2 separate regions of the Oryctolagus cuniculus genome follow, and region 1 is linked to region 2. The links are chromatin contacts, called in public Hi-C maps. All regions are on one chromosome and are shown on one strand. The core of a region is the stretch at or near the end of the contact, and the rest is flanking DNA. Distances in the headings are between cores, read along the strand shown.

The links. Hi-C and Micro-C count contacts between places; a contact is called where the count stands out from the background.
Region 1: a contact with region 2 is called in a Hi-C map of an unstated tissue, with 4 times the contacts expected there. The contact joins the enhancer-like site here to the promoter of HMGB1 in region 2. A contact is called at or near these places in 3 of 6 Hi-C or Micro-C datasets (ear pinna, psoas muscle and an unstated tissue).

The regions. Positions count from the first base shown.
Region 1 is chr9:84,464,748-84,470,395 of mOryCun1.1, reverse strand. No RefSeq gene overlaps it. Among named protein-coding and RNA genes, the nearest start is that of KATNAL1, 170 kb to the right of the region's middle. Within about 2 kb of position 1,630, at least 3 of the 8 cell types and tissues checked have an H3K27ac peak or open chromatin away from gene starts, as enhancers often do.
Region 2 is chr9:84,089,529-84,095,572 of mOryCun1.1, reverse strand. HMGB1 (high mobility group box 1) reads right to left here and starts at 2,364. Exons shown (of 4, transcript NM_001171281.1): 1 at 2,215-2,364; 2 at 1,916-2,061; 3 at 1,359-1,533; 4 at 178-354. The coding sequence starts at 2,364. The coding sequence ends at 178.

The sequences.
Region 1 (5,648 bases), core at 381-2,880, 380 kb before region 2:
GACACGCGATCCATGTTCGTCCCTCCTGCGCACTTTTCAGCAGTGCGTGCATGAGCCCGGTGCTCTGGAGGAAGCTTTTCTGCCTTCCGTAAACGAGTGCTGCGGCTGGCACTGTGGAACTGCCTCACTGCACCCTGTAGGCTCTGCGTCAAGTCCCGGCTGCTCCGCTTCCCATCCAGCTCCCTGCTAACGCGCCTGGGAAAGCAGTGGAAGATGGTCCAAGTCCTTGGGCCCCTGCACCCGCGTGGGAGACCCAGATGAAACTCCCAGCTCCTGCCTTTGGTCTGGCTCAGCCCTGGTGGATTCTGCCACTTGGAGAGTGAAGCAGCAGATGGAAGATCTCTCTCTCTCTCCCCCCACCTTCCTCTCTCGCCCCCCCACCCCGTCTCTGTAACTCTGCCCTTCAAATACATAAATCTATTTTTATAAAAGATTATCAAATAATTATTTTTTAAAAAAAGAATGCTGATGGCTGACTGCTTTTCACAGCGATTTTGCCCTGAGCTTGTGTGTGTATGTGTATGTGTGCATGTATGTATGTGTGCATGTGTATATGTGTGTATTGTGTATAAGTGTATCTGTGGGTATATGTATGTATTGTGTGTTTATGTGTTATGTATGTATATGTATGTGTGTATACGTGTGCATGTGTGTATCTGTGTATATGCATGTATATGTACATGTGTATCTGTGTATGTTCATGTATGTGCATATATGTGTATATGTGTGTATGTGTGTCTGAGTGTATCTGTGTGTATGTATATGTGTTATGTGTATCTCTGTGTGTATCTTTTTTTATATGTGTTATGTGTGTATTTTGTGTATTTATGTGTGTATGTGTGTATCTGTATACATGTATATGCGTGTATATGTGTATGTGTGTATCTGTGTGTATGTGTATATGTGTTATGTGTGTATTTTGTGTATTTATATGTGTGTATGTGTGTATCTGTACATGTATATATGTGTATGTGTGTATCTGTGTACATGTATATGTGTGTATATGTGTATGTGTGTATGTGTATGTGTTATGTGTGTATTTTGTGTATTTATATGTGTGTATGTGTGTATCTGTACATGTATATGTGTGTATATGTGTATGTGTGTATCTGTACATGTATATATGTGTATGTGTGTATCTGTGTACATGTATATGTGTGTATATGTGTATGTGTGTATCTGTACATGTATATGTGTGTATTTTGTGTATTTATATGTGTGTATGTGTGTATCTGTACATGTATATGTGTGTATCTGTGTATATGTGTATGTGTGTATATGTGTGTATATCTGCGTGCATGTGTATGTACATGTGTGTGCATGTGCGTGCATATGTGTGTTATGTGTGTGCATGTGCATGTGTGTGTGTGTGTGCTGAACTTTAACAGTCCTCCCAGTCTGCCTTGCCGCTCTCCTCTGCCGCCCCTAGGCCTGGTGTATGGATGGCGAAGCGTTCCCTTTGTAAAGTGCAGCTTGGCGAAGGCTGCGGACGGCTGCAAGGCGCTGGCGGAGTGAGTCATTCTCACTCTGACAAGGAGAAGTCAGAGCAAAGCGAGGCCCCGGGCAGAACAATCCACACCTCTGAACGCGCAGAACCGCGGCTCGCTGCTGAGGCCGTGGGCTGCGCCGTACACAATGTTCCCGGTTCCTGGCTGAGAGCAAGTGATCCAGGAAACAATTCTAAGTGTGTGTCTCCAGGGAATCGAGGCTAGAGTGACACATAACTTAGCTGTGTGCTGCTCGTTCCAGAAATGCGCAAGCCAGTTTTTCATTTGGGGACTTAAAAAAATACTCTTAGTAAAAAAATAAAATGTGCTTTTTCTATTTTGCCCCCAATCTTTTTTTAAAATTTATTTTACAGATAGCATTAGTGTGAGAGAGAGACAGAGTGAAAGGTCTTCCTCCCATTGGTTCACTCCCTAAATGGCCACTATGGCCAGAGCTACGCCGATCCGAAGCCAGGAGCCAGGTGCTTCCTCCTGGTCTCCCATGCGGGTGCAGGGCCCAAGGACTTGGGACATCTTCTACTGCTTTCCCAGGCCACAGCAGAGAACCGAACTGGAAGAGGAGCAACCAGGACTAGAACCGGTGCCCATATGGGATGCCAGCACTGCAGGCGGAGGGTTAACCAAGTGAGCCACAGCGCCGGCCCTTCCCCTAATCTTTATATGTAATCATGAGATTTGGGAGTTGGAAGAAACATTCAAAATCATCCAATTCAATCCCTTCCTGTTACAGCGAGAGCTACAGCCAGAAAGCAAACGCACACGGTAAATTAAACGGAATCCAAACCATAGCATCTCTCATCACAGCCTCTCACAGTTTAAAGAGGTTTAAAGACTGAGATGGGGCCACTGGCTGGCACAGTGGTGAGGAGACCGCTTGGGATGCCTGCATCCCACCTCAGAGTCCCTAGGTTTGGGTCGCAGCTCCGCTTCTGATCCGGCTTCCTGCTAATGAGAAACCCAGGAGGCAGCAGGCTCAAGTACTGGGGCCCCTGCCACCCACCTGGGAGGCCAGGATGGAGTTCCGGCTTTTGGCTCCGGCCTGGCCCAGCCCTACTGTTATAAGCATTTAGATGGGAGATCTCTCTCTAGCTCTCTGCATTTTTTTAATGTAGACCAAGTTAGTCCAACCATGCACAAACCATGTCCTTTTCACAGCCTGCCCCCTCTCTGTTTGAATCCATCCACTCTGTATCACTCACCAGCCCACAAGGGGACCTGTCCATCTCTAAGACGCATGGAGCATCAACAAAGCCTTCTGCTTACCGATCTGCATTTGACTGATCTTGCGCTGTTTTCTGTACCAGTGTCTCTGTTCAACTCAGAGTCGAGTGTTTCTGGGAATCCTGTCCTGCAGCCGAGTGCCGGGCCTGGAAGACGAAGTACAAAGCATACCGGTTGGTCCCCAGGTCCTACAGACGCCCCAGCCTTTCCTTGCTGACCCTGACCTCTGAAAACAGTGTCACCCTCGGAGCTCACCCCTAGTTTCAGCCTTGGCTGCCATGTCCCTAAACTTGGGTGGAGAGTACAGCTGGAGGAGACTCCCCGCTGGTCTCCCTGGCAGCAGGTCGGTCTCCCAGCTCCTGGTGGTGCTTCCATAAGAGAGATTTTGGGAGAGCTTGTCCTGCATGGCCACAAGTTCTGCATCTGCCTGCCCCATATGCCACAGCTGGCAAAGGCCAACAGTACTCCCAAGAGCTGTGTGGCTTATGGCCGGCGCCACGGCTCACTAGGCTAATCCTCTGCCTTGTGGCACTGGCACCCCAGGTTCTAGTCCCGGTCGGGGCGCTGGATTCTGTCCCGGTTGCCCCTCTTCCAGGCCAGCTCTCTGCTGTGGCCAGGGAGTGCAGTGGAGGATGGCCCAAGTGCTTGGGCCCTGCACCCCATGGGAGACCAGGAGAAGCACCTGGCTCCTGCCATCGGATCAGCGCAGTGCGCCAGCCGCGGTAGCCATTGGAGGGTGAACCAACGGCAAAAGGAAGACCTTTCTCTCTGTCTCTCTCTCTCACTATCCACTCTGCCTGTCAAAAAAAAAAAAAAAAAAAAAAAAAAAAAAAAAGCGCTGTGTGGCTCCAAGCTCAAGAACATATCAGGGGGCAGGTGTTGGGCTTAGATTAAGAGGTCTGTGTCCTGGGGCCAGCCTTGGGATGCAGTGGGTTAAGCCACCACCTGCCACGCCAACATCCCAGATGAGCGTTCGTTCAAGCCCTGGCTGCTCCACTTCCACTCCAGCTCCCTACTAATGCAACTGGGAAAGCCAAAGCAGATGGCCCCAGTGCTTGGGCCCCTGCCACCATCCATATGGGAAACCCAGATGGAGTTCCAAGCTCTCAGCTTCAGCCTGGCCCAGCCCCAGGCATTGTGGCCATCTGGGGAGTGAACTAGTGGATGGAAGAGCTCTCCTCTCCTCCTCCTCCTCTCCTCCTCTCCTCCTCACCTCCCTCTCCTCTCCTCCCCTCTCCCCTGCCCTCTCCTCCTCTCCTCCTCTCTCCTCTCCTCTCCTCCCCCTCCTCTCCCCTCCCCTCTCCTCTCCTCTTCTCCTCCTCTCTCTCTCTCTCTCTCTCTCTCTCATAACTTTTTTGGGGAAAGATCTCCTCATCAGGGTCTTGATAGTTTGCATCTTAGAAGCTGGATCAGAATGCTATAAAGTGCTAAAGATTTGCAGGTGTTGGCTTGACAGCGAAGCTGAGTGATCAGAGTTCACAAAGGAGTGGGAGCCAGCGGCCAGACATGCAGAGGACCAAAGCTGGGTGGGAGGGCCTGGAATTAGGGGGAGGACCAAGGCCTCAGCCCAGAGGTTGTATCTCCCCAAGGCAGTCACAGTTACCACTAATTAATGACTGAGGGCCAGTCTCTGCGTTAAGCATATTCTGGAAGTTCTCTATGAAATCGCAATTAAAGTGCACAAGAACCAAATAAGAAAACTATCGCCATTCTGTTTCACAGGGGGAAACTGAGGCACGGGAGTATGGCCATATCATCAGTGAGTGGCTTGGACTGAATTCAAACCTAGGTTTGCTCAACTCCAAGTGGAGCCAACCACTCCTCATGGGTTCCCTCCTGGGTCAGTCCACCCTGAAGCTGAGGCAACTGGCCTCTCCCTCTTCCCACCCCTTGGGGCCCCCAAGAGTTGGGAGCCGCCAAGGGGCTTCATCATTTGGTCATCTGTCACCACAGCCTGCACACCACACACTGCTACAGGATGTGACTCGGTTTACAGCAGCAAAACCCCAAGTCCCATACCCGACCCAACTCCTTCCCCGTCCCAACACACAAGCCTGCCCAGAGGCCAGAGTCAGGCTGATGGGCACAGCCCTTCCCTTCAGTTGAGTAGCAGATCTGGCTGAAGGTCCAGGACCTGCCTGTGAGCTCCCAGCCCTCACGGGGCCTCCAGGACAATTGCTTCTGGGTTGGGTGGTAGGGGGAGGCTCCTCCAAGCAAAGCCAGGAAACAGTGGCCTCATTCCCTGGGGATAAAGGAATCCGATGTGCACAGAATCAGTGCACACCCTCCCACATCCCTAGATGACTATAACACCCAGTGCAATGCAAATTCTGTGCAAATACTTGTTCTACTACGTGGCTTAGGCGGTAATGACCAGAAAATAAAAGTCCCTATGTGTTCAGTGTGCAGGTGATTTTTCCCCCAGTATTTTTGATCCACAGTTGGCGGAATCCATGCATGCCGAACCCGTGGAGGGGCAGGACCAACCAGACAAAATTTCAAACATGTCTGTGTTGTGCACTTGAAGGCTTTCAATGAACGAGGAGAGCACTCAGGATGATTGGGGGGGGGGGGATTTTGGCACAGAGAAGACACTGCGGTAGAGGCCTGTGTCCCATAGCAGAGTGTCTGGGTTTGAGTGCTGGCTCTGCCCTTGTCCCAGGTTCCTGCCAATGTGCATCCTGGGCAACAGCAGCTGGTAGCTCAGGTGCTTGGGCCTCTGCCACCCACATGGGAATCCTGGATGGAGTTCCAGGCCCATGGCTGTGGCCTGGCCCCGTGCTGGCTGTTGTGGGCATTTGGGAAGTGAACCAGCAGATGGAAGATCTCTCTGTGTCTCTCTTTCTGTGTCTCAAATAAATAAATAAATTTTTAAAAAGGACAAGTTTGGATAGCACTCACTTGGGGAAGAGGAAGCCA
Region 2 (6,044 bases), core at 1,115-3,614:
GGCTATCTAAAGACACATTCGGTAGTGTGTTAACTATACAAAAAAAGACACTGTACAGTTTAAAAACAAATCTTACACAGCCTTACATTTCAATTTTTTTTCTTTAAAAGGAGTGAGTTGTGTACAGGGGGGTTAAATGCTTTATAGACAAGAAAAAAAAACTGCGCTAGAACCAACTTATTCATCATCATCATCTTCTTCTTCATCTTCATCTTCCTCGTCTTCCTCTTCCTCCTCATCCTCTTCGTCTTCTTCATCCTCCTCCTCTTCCTTCTTTTTCTTGCTCTTTTCAGCCTTGACGACTCCCTTTTTCGCTGCATCAGGTTTTCCTTTAGCTCGGTATGCAGCAATATCCTTCCAAAATAAAGGCAGGAGAAAAAAGGAGATGGGGAAGAGAGAAGAGTTAAGTAAAAGGGAGAAAAACAGAAACAACATGGCAGAACTGAGAAAAACTAACAACTCAGTTACCCGGAAATACCACGTATCTATACCCACTTCAACTTCACAAATAAAAACTGCAAAACATGCACATCAAGTACTGAGCTAATTACAATCAACAACCTGTGACTTATGAAATGGTCTAATATTTGCAGAGCTGTGCCTCACTGAGGTGTAATCATGTACCGCATCCCAACTCTAGTTTATTACAACCAGATCGCAGAGACTTTGATTAAAGGGTAGACACTGCCACCTTCTGAATGCAAAAATGCATTCTACAGGTTTATACTGCCAGACCCCAACTCACAGCAGAAAATGCTAACTTCAAAAAAAGGGGGCAACTTTTCAGTAAGCATGCAACTGGATTAAGAAACATTTAGAAATACATATTTTTTAAGAATAAATAACTACAAAAGCTAAAATTTAACTTCAAGTACTTAGTATTTCAATTTAAAGTATAGGAGATATAGCTTTTTTTTAAGCTACACAGATCAACAAACTTGAAATTTAACCATACAAGCTTTTGTTGTGTTATCTAAAGGAACACATGTTTCAGGGCATGTCCATGAAACCCAGAACTGGTATTAACTTTGTCCAGCTTAGTTTTTTGTTCTATCTGATCATTTTAGAACAGTAATTGCTCTTGCAAAGTAATCACCAAAATCTCCACATTCATAAATTTGGAGACAATGTGGACTATCAAGACCAACTTAAATATACAGCCTTTACCTATGCCTACAGTTTTGATTCTCCATATTTGAAATACGGAGAAGCACTTCTTAATAGTTACACTAAACACTATTATAGCTCGAACTCTTGGAAATCCATAAGGAAACAGGAAATCAGGATGAGGAGTCCAGCATGATCATCCAACACGTGGCACGTCCGACACCGCACCAGCAAACCCACACACTTCTTACCTTCTCGTACTTTTCCTTCAGCTTGGCAGCCTTCTTCTCGTAGGGCTGCTTGTCATCTGCAGCAGTGTTATTCCACATCTCTCCCAGTTTCTTTGCAACATCACCAATGGACAGGCCAGGATGCTCTCCTTTGATTTTGGGGCGATACTCAGAACAGAACAAGAAAAAGGCCGAACTGAAAGAGCAATGTGAAGATGTTAAGGAGAACAGATCACACACAAATGCTATCAAATGGGGACTGCAGCACTAGACAAACCGCTGCCTACTTCTACTATGCATTTAAGAAGGTGCAAATATTAGCATATGCTAACTAACCCTCAGCTACCCAGAACAGCGTAGTTTCTTAATTTAGCCTAGTTAGAACTCCAGAACATCTGCAAAGTATTATTTTTCATTAAATAATAGGACAAAATCCTATTAGGGGATGCGCTCAGCAAAGGATGCGAGTGTCTAATTCTACGCACTCTGCTTCACACCCCCATCCAACTGTTTTAGTTAACTACCAAATTTGACCATAAGACACATCTTCAAAACTTAAAAAGAGGCAAAATACTTACGGAGGCCTCTTGGGCGCATTGGGATCCTTGAACTTCTTTTTTGTCTCCCCTTTAGGAGGGATATAGGTTTTCATTTCTCTTTCATAACGAGCCTTGTCCGCCTTTGCCATGTCTTCAAATTTTCCCTTCTCTTTAGCAGACATGGTCTACAAAAGAATTATTTGTAAGCTAAAGTTGATAAAGAAGTTTTACTGTTTATGGACGCACATTATGAAAATAGCCAGCTAGCCCCCCCCATCCTAATTTGGAAATCATTAACTGTTTTATGATCTTGTTGGTGTGCTTTAAAGGCCTCTTACCTTCCACCTCTCTGAGCACTTCTTAGAAAACTCTGAGAAGTTGACGGAAGCATCTGGGTGCTTCTTCTTATGCTCCTCCCGGCAAGTTTGCACAAAGAATGCATATGATGACATTTTGCCTCTCGGCTTCTTAGGATCTCCTTTGCCCATGTTTAGTTATTTTTCTTGTGGAGAAAAAAAAAGTGTTTGCACGTTAGCAATGAAATGGTGACATTTAAGAGCTTAAAGTGCTTAGGGTCTGCACGAAAATCAAGGTACCAGTTACAGCAATGGTAGCCAATTCCTAGAAGGGGCTACGCCAAGTTAAAAAACAAAAAACGAAAAAACACCCGATCCTTCGGGGAGCGATCTAAGTCCAGATACAAGGGCATACACACACACACACACACACACACACACACAGTATTCGTGATTCAGCTGCCTGGGTCTGTTCTGAGTCCCTCAGCCCAGTCATCCAAACAGGTCTGCAAATTCCCAACACCCTTTTTAACCAACAAACCCAAAGGTCAGAAAACTCACGCTGCCCATGTGTGGATCTGCCCTAAGCAAAGGAACAAGCGAGCCTGAGTGTGAGTAAACCCTTCCAAGTGAGGAGGCCTAAAAAAAAAAAAAAATCGCCCTGCATCTAAAGTTTTCCCAATTGCTTAAAAAAAAAAAAAAAATCCTCTTTGCAGCAAACTTCGCCGGGAGCAGGGAGGAGCCGCGGGGCTCCTGCGCGAGCGCCCGGGCTGGGGCGGCGGCGGCGGCTCCGCTTCCTATCGCTTTGGCCCCGAGATGTGTTTCTGCCCTGACTAAACACGTCCGGTCTGAAGTTTCTCCGAGTAAACAAGGATGAGGGACAAAAGCCACTCCTGCGCGGGGCTCGCGGGCCCCCTCCCCCGCTCCCGCCCCGACGGGGGCGCGTTGCTCGGGCCCCTGCGAGTTGGGGGGACTCCCGCGCGGGGGCCCGCAACTCCGGCGGGCGGCGGCGGCCGCGCGCCGAGGCGAGGGCCGGCGGCAGCGCGGGCTCGGCTCGCAGGCCCGAGGCCGCCACGTGCGCCCGGAAGGCCCCGCAGGCTCGCTCGCGCCGCCGCCCCCATTTTGTCAGGCGCGGCGCGCAGGGAGAGAGAGAGAGAAGCCCCGCTCGAAATGGGGGCTGGCTCCGCCCGCGGCCGCCGGGGCCGGCGCACGGAATGGCCGCTGCGCGTCTTCCCCGCCTGCGCCGCCGCCGCCGCGAGGGCGAGCGCGAATATGGCTCCTTCCCTTTGTGTGTGTATGTGTGTGTGTGTGTGTGTGAGAGAGAGAGAGCGCGAGTGTGTGGTGCGAGTGCGGGCGGCGGCGGGCGGGGTGCGCGCCGCGCTCTGGCGCACACACTCGGCCATTACAGGCCGGGGGGAGGGGCGGGGGGCGCGCGGCCGGGCCCTCCCCCCACCGCTCCCCTCCCCCCGCCGGGTGGGGGCCGCCGCGCGCGGGCCCACCCGCCCGCCGCTCCCCGGCTCCCTCCGCGCGGCCCGCGCGCCCCGCCGCCCCCGCACGGAGGACGCGGGGCTGTGAAAAGAGGGAGGAAAAAAAAAGTTGCCTCGGAACTGCTGCGCCCAGCTCCCCCGCCCGCCCGCCCGCCCGCCTTGTTTTCTCTCCAGCCAGCAGCGCCGGGCCCGAGTCAGCCATGTTCCAGCGAGCGCAGCGGCGCCGCTCCCCCCCGCCGCCGCCGCCGCCGCCGCCGCGCCCGGGCCGAGGCCGGGGCCCGCACCGCCGCCCCCGGCCCACCCGCGCCGCCCTCGCCCGCAGCGGCGCGCCCCGCCCGCCCGCCCAGCGGCCCGGCCCGGCCGCGCTCCCCGCCGGCGTCCGGGCTCGCTGCGGCGGCCGCGGCGGCCAATGCAGCCCGGGAAGCGCCGCCGCTGCCCGCCGCCGCCGCCACCGCGCCGCGCCGCCGGCCCCGCCGCCCCGGCCGCGCTCCGCGCACGCCGCCCGCCCGAACGCTCGGCCCGGGGGGCCGACACACGCTAACAATTTTAATTAAAAAAAAAAATTTTTTTTTTGCGCCAGTCAGCGCGGACGCCACCGGGGGTGGAAAGTCGTGGGGCGCAGGGCTCCCGGCGCCTCAGGCAGCCTGAGGGCCGGGGCTCCGGCGCGGGGCAGCGTCCCCGGCGCCCCGGCAGAGGCTCGCTCCGTGCGCAGTTCCCCCCACGGTCCCCCCTCATTTGCCTTTGTGTGGATCCTGACCCGCCGGCTCCCGGCCGCGGGGATCCGGCCGCCGCGCGGGCAGGGGAGCTGCCGGAGGCGCTCTCCCCGCCGCGGCGCTGCCCCAGACTCACCCTCAGCGAGGCACAGAGTCGCCCAGTGCCCGTCCGGCTCTCACTTGCCCCGGCGCTGTCTCTATGGAGCTCAATGTACTGCAATGGCTGTGAGAGCGGGAGCCAGACGCAGCCTCCTCACTCTCTCCGCTCTGTAACATTACTCTCCAGCCAGCGCGCCTCCTATTGGCTACCGCCAACTCACGGGGCCCGCTCATTGGTCCGATACCTCCCATTGTCCTGACCAGAGCCCGTTTGCTATTGGCTGTCTCCGGGGACACGTCATCAAGGATTGAAACAGCGCGCAAATCTGAATGTGTGTGTATGCCGGGCAAAGAGGCTGAGGCGGGAGAGGCAGAGGCAGAGGCAGCAGCTGCTACGGCAAAGCAGAGCTCTATGGTGTATGTGTGCATGTGTCTAACCCAAGCCAGCCCCACACCGGAGCGGCCGCCGGAGCGAAAAGGGCCTGACTTTTCCACAAGTGTCTCCAACTCCTCAGGCAAAAGAGACACCCACAGGCCTCCCCCCCCCTTCCTACCCCACACTCACGCCCAAAGCCGTTGAGATAAGAGGCCCCAGGCTTTGGATGGCGCTTCAGGAGTGGGGGCGACGCTCGAGACCCTTCCCCCCGAGACGGGGGTCTCCGCCCGCGCCGAGGGGCGCGGGCAGCAGCGTCTGGAGCCCCTGCACCCGCCTAGGGTTGCAGATCACCTCAGGTCCCGGGAAAGGCCAGGCTTCTGCAAGAAAGCGATCCCGTGCTGCCAGTGGGTTTTAAAATGCCCCTCTCCCGGGCTCCGAAGCCGTCCCGCCAGGCTCGCCGAGCGGCTGGAACCTTCGCTCACCGAGCAGGCATTCGGTTTCACCCCTTTTCTTGGTTTGCTCGAGTTTCACGGCATGTCTCGAACTTTTTATTTAAATACAAAGCACTGTTTAAACTTCCTGGAAATCAAATAATTAATGCCCTGTAATTAAAGCACAGCCACTTCGTTTTGATAGGGGGTAGTATAGCAGGAAATGTGTTGTGAGGGCCTGCTAGAATTAGCAAATTCATTAGAGACCACATTTTTTTAACTGTTTGGCTGTTTTATTTGACCCGGTGTGGATTACTGTTATAATCAAACGAATCCTTGTGATGCTATCTTTTCGTCCCATCGCACCACTTAGTGCATCCCCGTAACTGCTCTAGGATTACAGGGGTTGTGGGTATATTGTTACCCGAAGGATTAGATGCAGGCGGAGGAGGGTGCCTATGCCCAAATCCACGGGCTGTGGCCTCTCCAGCTCGCCAGGCTGGCTGCTCTCCACGACACGCTTAGCCTGCAGGGCAAATGTGCGAGCTGTGCTGGCCAGCTCCGAGGACCGCCGGCTCCCAGCGGCCCTTAGGAAACTGCTCCTAGCTCTGCCTTTTAGCCCGGGCGGACCGCACCCCTGTTCGGTTAAACAGACTTCCCCTTTTTTTTTCTACTCTCTTGATTGTATTTCCTTCACTTCTAAATCCAAAAACCAAGTCCCCCAAAACTAACAGCCTGAAGTTAAGTCACTGACCTTGTGTTAATT